Linked DNA regions of Mus musculus: region 2 is linked to region 1. The links are chromatin contacts, called in public HiChIP or PLAC-seq maps. All regions are on one chromosome and are shown on one strand. The core of a region is the stretch at or near the end of the contact, and the rest is flanking DNA. Distances in the headings are between cores, read along the strand shown. Region 1 overlaps Prkch (protein kinase C, eta). Region 2 overlaps Prkch (protein kinase C, eta).

Region 1 (5,049 bases), core at 1,701-4,200:
GCATCCTAACTGTGCCGGAACCTTTTGGATGGTACTCAGCAAAACCTCCTGCTTTACAAGATTCTCCAGCACAGCCTTTCAGGGCTATGATGGCCAGTACCCTTGGGCTCCCTCCTCCATCTAATTAAAACATCTGTCCTGCAAGTGATTTACTGTGTTGTCACCACCTAGGGTGGAGATATAAACTGGTGGCTACAGACACTTCAAGACTACAAAGCTTTAATTACCCTGCTAATGAGAATCTATCAAAAGCTTAAACAGTGGGCTACTCTCTCTCTCTCTCTCTCTCTCTCTCTCTCTCTCTCTCTCTCTCTCTCTCTCTCTCTTTCTCTCTCTCTCTCTCTCTCTCTGGCATGAGGTAAGAGGGGCATAACTTAGAACTGCCCAATAGGATGAGAAGTGCATTAGTGTAAATTAAGAACTACAACCACCTGGCTTGAAATGAGGCTTCATCATAATTACTTCAGTCTGATTTGATTTTTTAAGCCAAGGAAATAACGCCAACATTCCTGTTGATGCCGGACAAGTCATTTGGACACAGGCTCAATCCTCTCCTAGCCTGAGCAATTTAGATTTGGGGCCAATTCAATTCGTAGGAGTCACTAACTCTAATGAGACATAACTCACACTGACTGCTTTACCAACCCAGCTACTCCCAAAGGGAGGAAATGACGGTCGCCTAAAGCAGGAAATGACATATAGAGTCGCCTACAGGATGGAGGCAGAGGCTATACAGATAGATGGAAGGGTCCTTAGGGATATCCTGCTGCAATACTTCCGGGATAAAGGCCAGAAAGCTGAAACTCTGATAAGTGGAGATTTGCCTGAGATCCCAGCTGATAGGGGACAAAGTCACCCGTTCTCCTGACAACACAGTCCTCACATACGATGTAAGCTGTGATCTACAAAGCAAAGCGGGGCTTACCTAATATATGCAAGTGCTGGGTCCAAACCTCAACACTATAATAAAAGAAGATCTAAAGGGTCTTCTTCTAATGGGATAGGTCATACAATACTAATAGGTCATACAATACTAATTTCCAGTAAAAGTTAAGTCCCCAACATAATTACTGAGACATCTGCTTCTCTGCGTAGGACACTACAGATCTAATCTGGAATCCAGACAAAGATCGATTAGTATATTTATAAATTAATGGATATCTTATATGTATACACAGTGTACAGATTTTTTTTTTTTAGTTTTGGTTTTTCGAGACAGGGTTTCTCTATGTAGCCCTAACTGTCCTGGAACTCACTTTGTAGATCAGACTGGCCTCAAACTCAGAAATCTGCCTGCCTCTGCCTCTGCCTCCCGAGTGCTAGGATTAAAGGCTCAGTATACAGACCTTAAATGTGCTCGTGTGTGTGTGTGTGTGTGTGTGTGTGTGTGTGTGTGTGTGTGTGTGTGTGTGACACTTCCTGTGAGCACAGCAACAATACTGCTTGGGCTGGAATTTTAGTTCCCACATCCTGAAAATGAAGGTATAGGCTATGGTGTCACCAGCTCCGACCCTCCTCCCAGGGTTGAGAAGGCCCTGAGTCAAAGGGTCTGCTTGTGTAACAGGGAGCGGTGGAGACCGTGGCAAACTGGAGTGTCACAACACTAACTGGCTCCTGGTTCAAGAAGATACAGAACTTGAGGTGCTGTGTGAGTCAAACACAGAGTTAACTGCTTTCTGCCCGTGGAAGTCACAAATATTCGCAGGCTATTTACAGATATCAAAACATAATTCCTTGCCATAGTTTCCAAAGCGTCTGGGGGCAGGGAGCTCAGAGACGCAGGAAGGCCTTTCACCTGTGATGTCTCCTGGAGAGCATCATCAGGTCAGAAGTTCCTGTTCCTCTTGAGGAGGGATCTTTCCGTCATTTAAGCAAAGCAGGTCACCCACGGTTATCTATGCAAGAGCATTATAAATCAGCTCCTCTTCTCTCCAGGAAAATGTCTGTATTTCCCCCAAACCAGTTGCTTACCAATACCTGACGACCGGCCTCCATGCTGTAATTTCCTGGCTAGTGTTGTTTATGGGTTTTCCATCCCCAATTTATCTCCTCACTGGAACTATGAGACCTACAAAGGAACAGGCTGCGTCTGTTTCACCCACGGACTCTCAAGGGTACACAACATCAAGCCTGGTCCATAGCTCACTCTTCCACGGTGGGCATGCTTAGCTGGGCATTTCAGATAGAGATGTGTCTATTACACCAGCTACCTCTAGACCGAAAAAGAAGAGGCTTAGTCACTTGGCTGCCGTATACTCTGAACTGCCACAGACCAGTTTCCCAGATGTCTGTGAGAGACAAGCCATTCACACTCCATTCCTTCAGGTTAGAGACGTTGTGGCCAAGAGGGATGGAAGGAGCAGCAAAGCAGAACTGGACAGGTCAGAGAAGGTTCTCTTGGCTGGCTATCGTCTGTCAGGAAGCCTGTAGGTAGGAATGAGCACTATGCTTGGGTCTGTGGGGGAACTGGAAGGTTCTCACTCTGCAGCGTGTGGGCTAGAGTGCGGGGAGACAGATGTCTCAAGAGGAAACCAGCAGCAAAACAAAGGAGAACACCCCGAACTGAACTAGAAATTGTGGGTTTCTCTGATCAGGCCCGAGAAACCGAGGAGGAGCTTGTGGTTTCTGGGTGGCAACTGAGAAAGGCCACTCTGGGTGTTACAGCAGTAAGAGTAGAAAGCAGTCACTACGCAGGCTCGATCTTTTATTACATCCTAATAAAAGAGAACTTAGCCATCGATACACAATGAGATATGCGATAGCCAGCTGTTGCATAAAATAGAAAAAAAAAAACTGTAGAAGAAAGACTTCAGGGACTTCCCTCCCTAACTGCTTGCTACTCACCTCCTAAAAATTCGTCCACTTCTGCCTCCACAAGGTACCTTTTCAGATGCTCTCAGATAACCACACTGCACAAGGCGAGATGATTCAGACTCCTCCCATGCAGCTCTTGCTTATGCCTCCAGACATAACCCAGGGCTCAAAAATTTCAACTGAAGGGAATTACCAGATACTACCAATACAAAACCCATAGACTTTTAGAATGGATAAAGCCAGGGATGTTGCATCTATGTTAGTTTGCTTGCTATTGCTGTGATAAAGACCATGACTAAAAGCAACCTGAGGAACAAAGGATTCATTTCGTCTGGCAGGTCACAGTCCTTTATTGAGGAAAACTCAAGGCAGGAATCTGGAGGCAGGAACTGAGGCAGAGGCCATGGAGGAACTCTGTTGGCCTATCTATGTTTTATACAACCCACAAGCACCTGCCCAGGGGTGGTTGGGACCTCCTGCCCCAGAAAACCAACAAGCCCACCACACAGAGCATTTTCCATCTACTAATATATTTAATGGACATAAACATCCAAGCCAATCTTTCAAGGTCACGTGGGTATGCCACTGATCAACAGATGCAACACTGACTGGCTTAGAAGATGAATGAAAGGTTTAAAGAAAAAGATATTCTCCAAATACATACACTTTATTTGCCCCAACATCACATAAAACTTCTTTCTCTTATTTATTTGTTGGGGTTGTTTGTTTGTTTGTTTGTTTTAACAGACATCTGGTGTCACATACCACAGACTGTTCACAGTGCTGGGGTCAGAAGAGTACCCTGTTCCCCAAGACCTTACACACTACAGAAGGGAGATGTGAGGGCTAGCAGTGTAGCCCAGTGACGGGAGAGACTGGCTAGCATGGGTGAAGGCCCTGGGTTCAATCGCCAACACTGAAAACATAGGAGAGGTATAATAAAGAAGTTGATTAGCAAAGTGATCGCAGAGAGTGATAAGAGCAGAGGTGGGAAGGATGCATCTGTGGAGGCAGCTATCCATCCCAGCCATAACCTACATGACAAAGCAACCAGCCCTCCCAGAGCAAAAGCCATCTCCCAATGAAACGGAAGGACTAGAGAGCTCATTCAGACGTCGGACCAGACCTCCCTAGAGAGTCTAAATCATATTCCCGTAAAACACTGCAAGCTAGTCAATGCTAGACGCTCCTTTGTTCCCTCAGGGGGAACAAAAACCAATCATGAGAATTAATAACCATTACAAAGTACAAAAGAGAAGAAAGAAGCCAAGTGATAGAAAATACAGAAGAAATTTGGTGTAAAAAAAAAATCTCATGCCCTTGTGTCCAGCAATCAGGTCAAGAGACAGTCACTGGCTGCCCACAGGGCACCAGGCAGCTCCACCTGACAGGACTATCAAAGGGGTATCTCAGAAGAGAAACTGAGAGAGCTGCTCTGCAGGGCCACACAGAACGGAATGTCTTCGGGAGGTTGAACAGGAAAAGAGCCTGGGATCCCGCCAAGCAGGTCCTTCCTTCCTGAGGGGCGCCAAGGTCTTTCCATGACGCAGCCTCCCCGCTCCTCTTGCCTCCTTCATGTCCTCTACACCCAGCCTCAAGTTTTAGACACCAGAGGAGTCAGAAAACAAGGGCAAATACCACGGGGGGTGGGGGGAACAGGGGGCGGGGGGGGGGGACGGGGGGGGGGGCGGGCGTGGGGCGGGGGTGGAAACAGTGCCTTCAGCGAACTCTGAATATTCTGGAGTCCAAGAAATTATACAAAACAAACAAGCTCCAGAAGAAGCAGAAAAAAGAATGATAATCTGGACAATGAAAGTGTCCAAAAATTAACTTAATACACTTCTTTATGGGGTTTTGGTTTTCTAGGATCCTGCTCTGAGGGAGCAATGCTGCTTCCCAGAGAGGGTGCCAGCTCAAATCTGTCATCGTTAGCACTCATTTTACACTTTCAGCAAAATAAAGATGATAAACCTTGACTGTTTTTCTACAGTCTTCTTGAAGCATGACTGAAATGTAACGTGAGGCACGTCTATAAAGTGAAGGCCTTGGTGAGCCCTTGGCGTGTCACTGTGAGCCCATCATCGCTGTAAAAATAATAAATAATTCACCTGTCCCCAGAATGCCCCTGAGCCTCCATTACGTTCTATCTATCCCTCACTCCCAGACACCCACAAATGTGCTTCTTGTCACCAAGGCTTAATTTCATTTTCCAGAACTTTGCATAAATTGAATCCT
Region 2 (4,990 bases), core at 371-2,870, 140 kb before region 1:
GCTGTGGTGACTTGGGGGTGGGGAAAGTTAAAAGCTCATCACTGGAAATCTTGGGCCATCTTTCATGTCTACGGGCTCTACCATCCATGTTCGTTCTGTCCACTTTCGCTTTACTGCGCTACCAATTCCATCCCTCTTCTCTCCCCACTGGCTTGCTTGGAGAATTGTTTCCTGCCTGGCCTATGACCAAAAATTCTGAAATCTTGGTTTCTGGGCTGGCCACTGTTGGTCTGTTCCCCAAACATCTGATGGCTGCCACTGACAGACAAGGAAAACTGAAACCTTGTAGCTTCATCTCAAAACTGCCCTTGCCCCGACCTCAGCTTTCCTCAGATGTGACTTCATCCCAGCCATTTCCCGGGCTCCCATCCTGATCACATGGAATCTTCACAATTTCTTAGTTTCCATGCCTCTATCCTTCCTGCTCTAACCTATCTGGCAGGTGCGCCCTACATTGACACAGGTTCAAGAGGTGTTCCTTCCTCAAGGCCTTCCCATCAAAATGACTGCCTTTTCTGTGCTCTTGTTGTATTGCCTACATTAAGCCTTTAAGACATCGTGTATGTGTGCACATGTGTGTGCACTCACACACACACACACATACACACATGGTTCAAAGCCCCAACAGACAAATTCTTGTGAAAGTGTCTCTTATCTCATTTGTCTTGAGTTTCAAAAGCAAACACAGTAGACAGCAGGTGCTCAGGGCTTATTCATCCTCATAATGGAATGGTGGAGAAATTTCCTTCATGGTTAAACTAGACCATGACTGACTAGACCATAGCCTAGTCTGCATCTGTGTGAGGCATCAGCCAAGCAGGGGCAAATGAGTACAGTGTCGTGTGCACAGCCTGGGGTGACGGGTCCAAACCAAGCGTACACTTAAACCACAAACAGTGTATTTATTCCATAACTCACAGCCCACCCCAAATACAGTAAGTGGAAACTCTATGTCCTGGTCCCTCGGAAGAGGACCAGTCAGGGGGCATCTTTCCGGAGTCTCTTCTGTCTCTACATGGCTCTGCAAACCGTGCATTGGCACAGTCTACCTCCCATGCTAAGAAGGTCCTCATTTGTAATAATATATCCATATGGTAACCCTTAAGCAAGACAAGTTAACTGCTACCAGTATTTTCATCTTTACCTCTGTAACATGGGAAAAACTAAGCCTGCTTTAATCTTAGATCAGATTCCCCAGTTCCTGGGAAGGAAATGACCCTGAATACAAAACAAGCCCACCAAGCAGAAGGAGCGGGGTAGGGGACTCAGGCAGAGTGGCTTCCCAGAGGCAGCAACAGAGGCTGCTAGACACAGCTAGCAGCTTCCAGCTTCCTCCTGCACACACAAGACTGATGTCTCACAGAAAGGAAAAGTGTGCACCTCCACCAGTCAGACATGTTACTGACTAGAGTCTACCTTCTCTTTCTCTTCCACTGTTGCTTGGGTCTTGATGATATCAGTGGCCAGTCTACCCTCCATCACTGTATCCCAAGAGGAGACATTGCTACCTAGGTAGACTTGTATTGCTACCTAGGAAACATGACTCCAACCTGAGCTGCTCTCGCCCTTCTGCTTCATCCCTCTCTTTTAGTGCCTCAGAAATAGGGAAGTTCAAAAGGTTGTGTCAGCTGCCAGTGCTGTTATACGGAATAAGTTAAAAACCATCAGCACTGGCGATTCTTGGAACCAGAGACACTGGTCTTTCAACACATTCCTCTTTTCAATAACTGTGTTAAAAGATGAAGGACCAAAGAGGAGACTTCTTTTTTTTTTAAGTTATTGAGGTATGATTGACCCCAAAAGATGCAAATACTTAGCACATACAATTTGGTATGTTTGGTTAAGTACCCATCCATGTAGTCATCACTACAACTGATGCATTAAACACCCATTATCTCCAAAATTGCTGCACTTCCCCTCCTTCTGTGCTCAGAGTACTCAACACAACACAAGATGAGCCCTCGTAAGCAAACTGAGAAACCATCACACGTTGTTTGTTATCAATCCCCGTGCTGTAGGACGGACTTCTGGAATTTATTTCTCTCTCATTACCGAAACTCTGAACACTTTGTTCAGCACCTCCCTCTAGATGCTGGCACCCACAAGGCTACTCTGCTTCTATGGGCCTGACTCTTTGGGATCACACAGTTAAATGAAATCATGCTGTTTGTCCTCCTTTGTCCGGCTTGCCTGAATTAGTGCCATATCCCTTAGGACCATCTTCACCGCTATAAAGGACAGCGTTTCCCTCCTCCTCTTAAAAAGCTAAGTCGTGTTCCAAGGCAAATTCCCTTCATCCATTGGTTGATGGACATTTAGGTTATTTCAATATTTTGGTTGACATGAATACTGCTATGATACACATAAGGGTCCAGATGTTTTAGTCTGTCCTTTGCTGTTATAACAGAACACCCGAGGCTAGGACAATGTATAAAAGAAAAGCGTTTATTCAGCTTGTGATTATGAAGCTGAAAGTCTAAGACTGGACAGACACATGTGGCAAGGTCCCTGTGCTACCAGGGCACAGCAGAAAGGCCAAGGCAGATGCCAGGTGCAGAAGACACAGAGAACAAGGGGCCACTGTGTGTCCCTGCAACAACAAATTCAGTCTGTTAAGAACTCTATCAACCTCTCTTTATGTCCTAAGGGCCTCCCCTGTGTCTTTGAGACAAGGTCTTACTGTGCAACCCTGGCCAGACCAGCGCTCACTGTGTAGATCAGCCACCTTAGAAGTCATTCACCTCTGTCTCCTGAGTGCCAGCATTCAAGGTGTGTGCGCCGCACCAGCCTAATCATTTCTTAGAGTCTTTCAACACTGTTACATCAGACGCTGAACTCCAAGACAGGTTTTGGAGGGGACAAATTACATCCACATAGCAGGAGGGTGACTGTTTCCTATGCTGTGCAGAGCCCACTAGTCGGTTGTAGTCTTTTCTCTATTTGTTTGTTTGTTTCTGGTGTAACAGGAAAGAAGACCTTAGCAGGGAAATGTAGGCAGTGCACAGGAGAGGAAGAGGGAGAGGGAGAGGGGGAGGGGGAAGGGAGGGAGAGGGAGAGGGAGAGGGGGAGGGGGAGGGGGAGGGGGAGAGGAGGGGGTGAGGATGTGTGTGATCTCCAAAAAGAACAGAGGCAGTAGTTTCACTTAAACACCAGTGATTTGTAAGAGGCCTCTCCGAAGGCCTCCACCAGTAGGAACTGTTACTACTATTTCATCAAATGCCTATTGAGGAAGAGCCACTGTGTGAAGGATGGAAGGATTCCCCTTATATCTTCTTTCCTCTTAGTCTGGGAATAGGGGATGTCAGCCAGTTAACAAAGCCTTCTCTCCTTCGTAGGGGCTGTGAAGAAGATGGACTCCACATCTCTGAGTTTGCTGACAGTGAAAATAAGCTTCCTGGGAGGGTGGGAGGCACAGACTGGCTAGGGAGACATGGAAGAAGAGCTCTCCTGGAGAAGGCTCACCTAGGAATTGCAAACTTAGCTGGAGCAGGGGTAGCACTTCGGGCTAGCAAACCAAGTGAATGGGGACAGTGCTCCCCTTGGCCTAGGCTGGGGTATAGGAAGCCACTCCCACGCATAGAAATGCCACGAGGAAAGACAGGATCCTACTGTTTCCCCAAGTGCTTAGATTACCCACTGGTTCTCCTTGAGCAGTCTTTCTGCCCAGACATAGAGAGTTCAATGTTTCCAACCAGGTGGAAAACACTCAGTACACTGGAAAATTCTAGCACTGCCCTAGTTTCTGAGACACCCCCCCCCCAACCGAGATCTACTGAAATTAAAAAATTATTACATTTATTTATTTATTTATTTATTTATTTATTTATTGTGTGTGCCTATGCATATACCCATGTGCACTGGGCATGCCCCCTCGGAGACAGTGTCCTTATCAAGGGGACTGCAGAGGGAGTGCTCACTGGCTGCTTCATTCCTATACACCAGAAAAAAAAAAAAAAAAACTCCCACAAGACATCAATAGACCCGCATCTTGATCTTAAACTTCCCGCACTTTAGACTTGTGAGAAGGACGCGTCTGTTGTGTATACATCAGACCGTGGTATTTTATTATAGCAGTCTGAACCGGCTAAGAAATACTTTAGACGATAAATAATGAAAAGCATGGAGGGTTTTTTGTCTGTCACTTCTCCTCCTTTAGCTCGAGGAAACAAAGTTGCAAACAAGAACCATTTCTTTCTACTCTAGTCATTACTTTTACTTCTTTATGGTTTTATACAAGGATCTAGATCCCTGGAGAGATGACCTATCTTGGTCACAGGTGCATTCCCAAGTCCACAGTAGGTTTCAGTGAATACTGTTGAATGAATGGGTGGATGAATAGATAAATAATGAATTCAAAGTTGCAAGCACAGATAAATGTATACCTCGTGCAAATAAAGTCAAGCCTCTGCACCTGTGGATTTGTAGCCATGGGTCACAACACTCAGGAACAAGAGTTCTCTCTGGAATGAACATGGATAGACTTTTCCCCTGCTATTTCGCTTTGAAATACCACGTAGAGATGGATTTAAAGTAAATGGGAGGATTTGTATGGGTGACATGCAAATACTCTATGCATGGGACTTAATACCGATATCCCCCAGAAAGGGGCTGAACCTACTACTCATGGACTGGGGAAGAACAGTCTAAGAGAGAGATACGGAGGGGAGTCTCCCCCACTCAGGGGATCCCCCACCCCACATCTGAAAGAATCCTTTTCCCTTTGGCTTTGTATCTTGGGGAGGAGAGTAGAAGACAGGCACCTCTTCATAGGTGGTGGCAAATGTTCTATCTAAACCGAGCCTCTGAGAGTGAACTGGGGACTGTCCGGGATAAACGACAGCACAGGGTCTGAGCTGTCCCTTGCCTGGATAAGCTCAGCCACACTCTTCCAAAACTAGAAGCACTGCTCAATTCTTCTATTGCATAGACTGGTGCGTTAGCTATGCCTCATCTTCATCTCCGACACATTTTCATCCTTACAAAACACAGT

Evidence for each region. HiChIP or PLAC-seq counts read pairs in DNA pulled down with a chosen protein or histone mark.
Region 2: an H3K4me3 HiChIP or PLAC-seq map of bone marrow-derived macrophages shows a contact between it and region 1, with 2.7 times the contacts expected there. The contact joins two enhancer-like sites. A contact is called at or near these places in 6 of 115 datasets of contacts at active chromatin or transcription factors (the 230-238 cell line, CD8 T cells, bone marrow-derived macrophages and 2 more).

Annotation. Positions count from the first base shown.
Region 1 is chr12:73,591,087-73,596,135 of GRCm38.p6, reverse strand. The region is part of intron 1 of Prkch (protein kinase C, eta); the gene reads right to left. Among named protein-coding and RNA genes, the nearest start is that of Prkch, 8.8 kb to the right of the region's middle. Within about 2 kb of position 2,950, at least 99 of the 459 cell types and tissues checked have an H3K27ac peak or open chromatin away from gene starts, as enhancers often do. A contact at or near this core is called in bone marrow-derived macrophages, where this site is marked.
Region 2 is chr12:73,733,756-73,738,745 of GRCm38.p6, reverse strand. All of the region lies in intron 10 of Prkch (protein kinase C, eta), which reads right to left. Among named protein-coding and RNA genes, the nearest start is that of Gm34189, 46 kb to the left of the region's middle. Within about 2 kb of position 1,620, at least 15 of the 459 cell types and tissues checked have an H3K27ac peak or open chromatin away from gene starts, as enhancers often do. A contact at or near this core is called in bone marrow-derived macrophages, where this site is marked.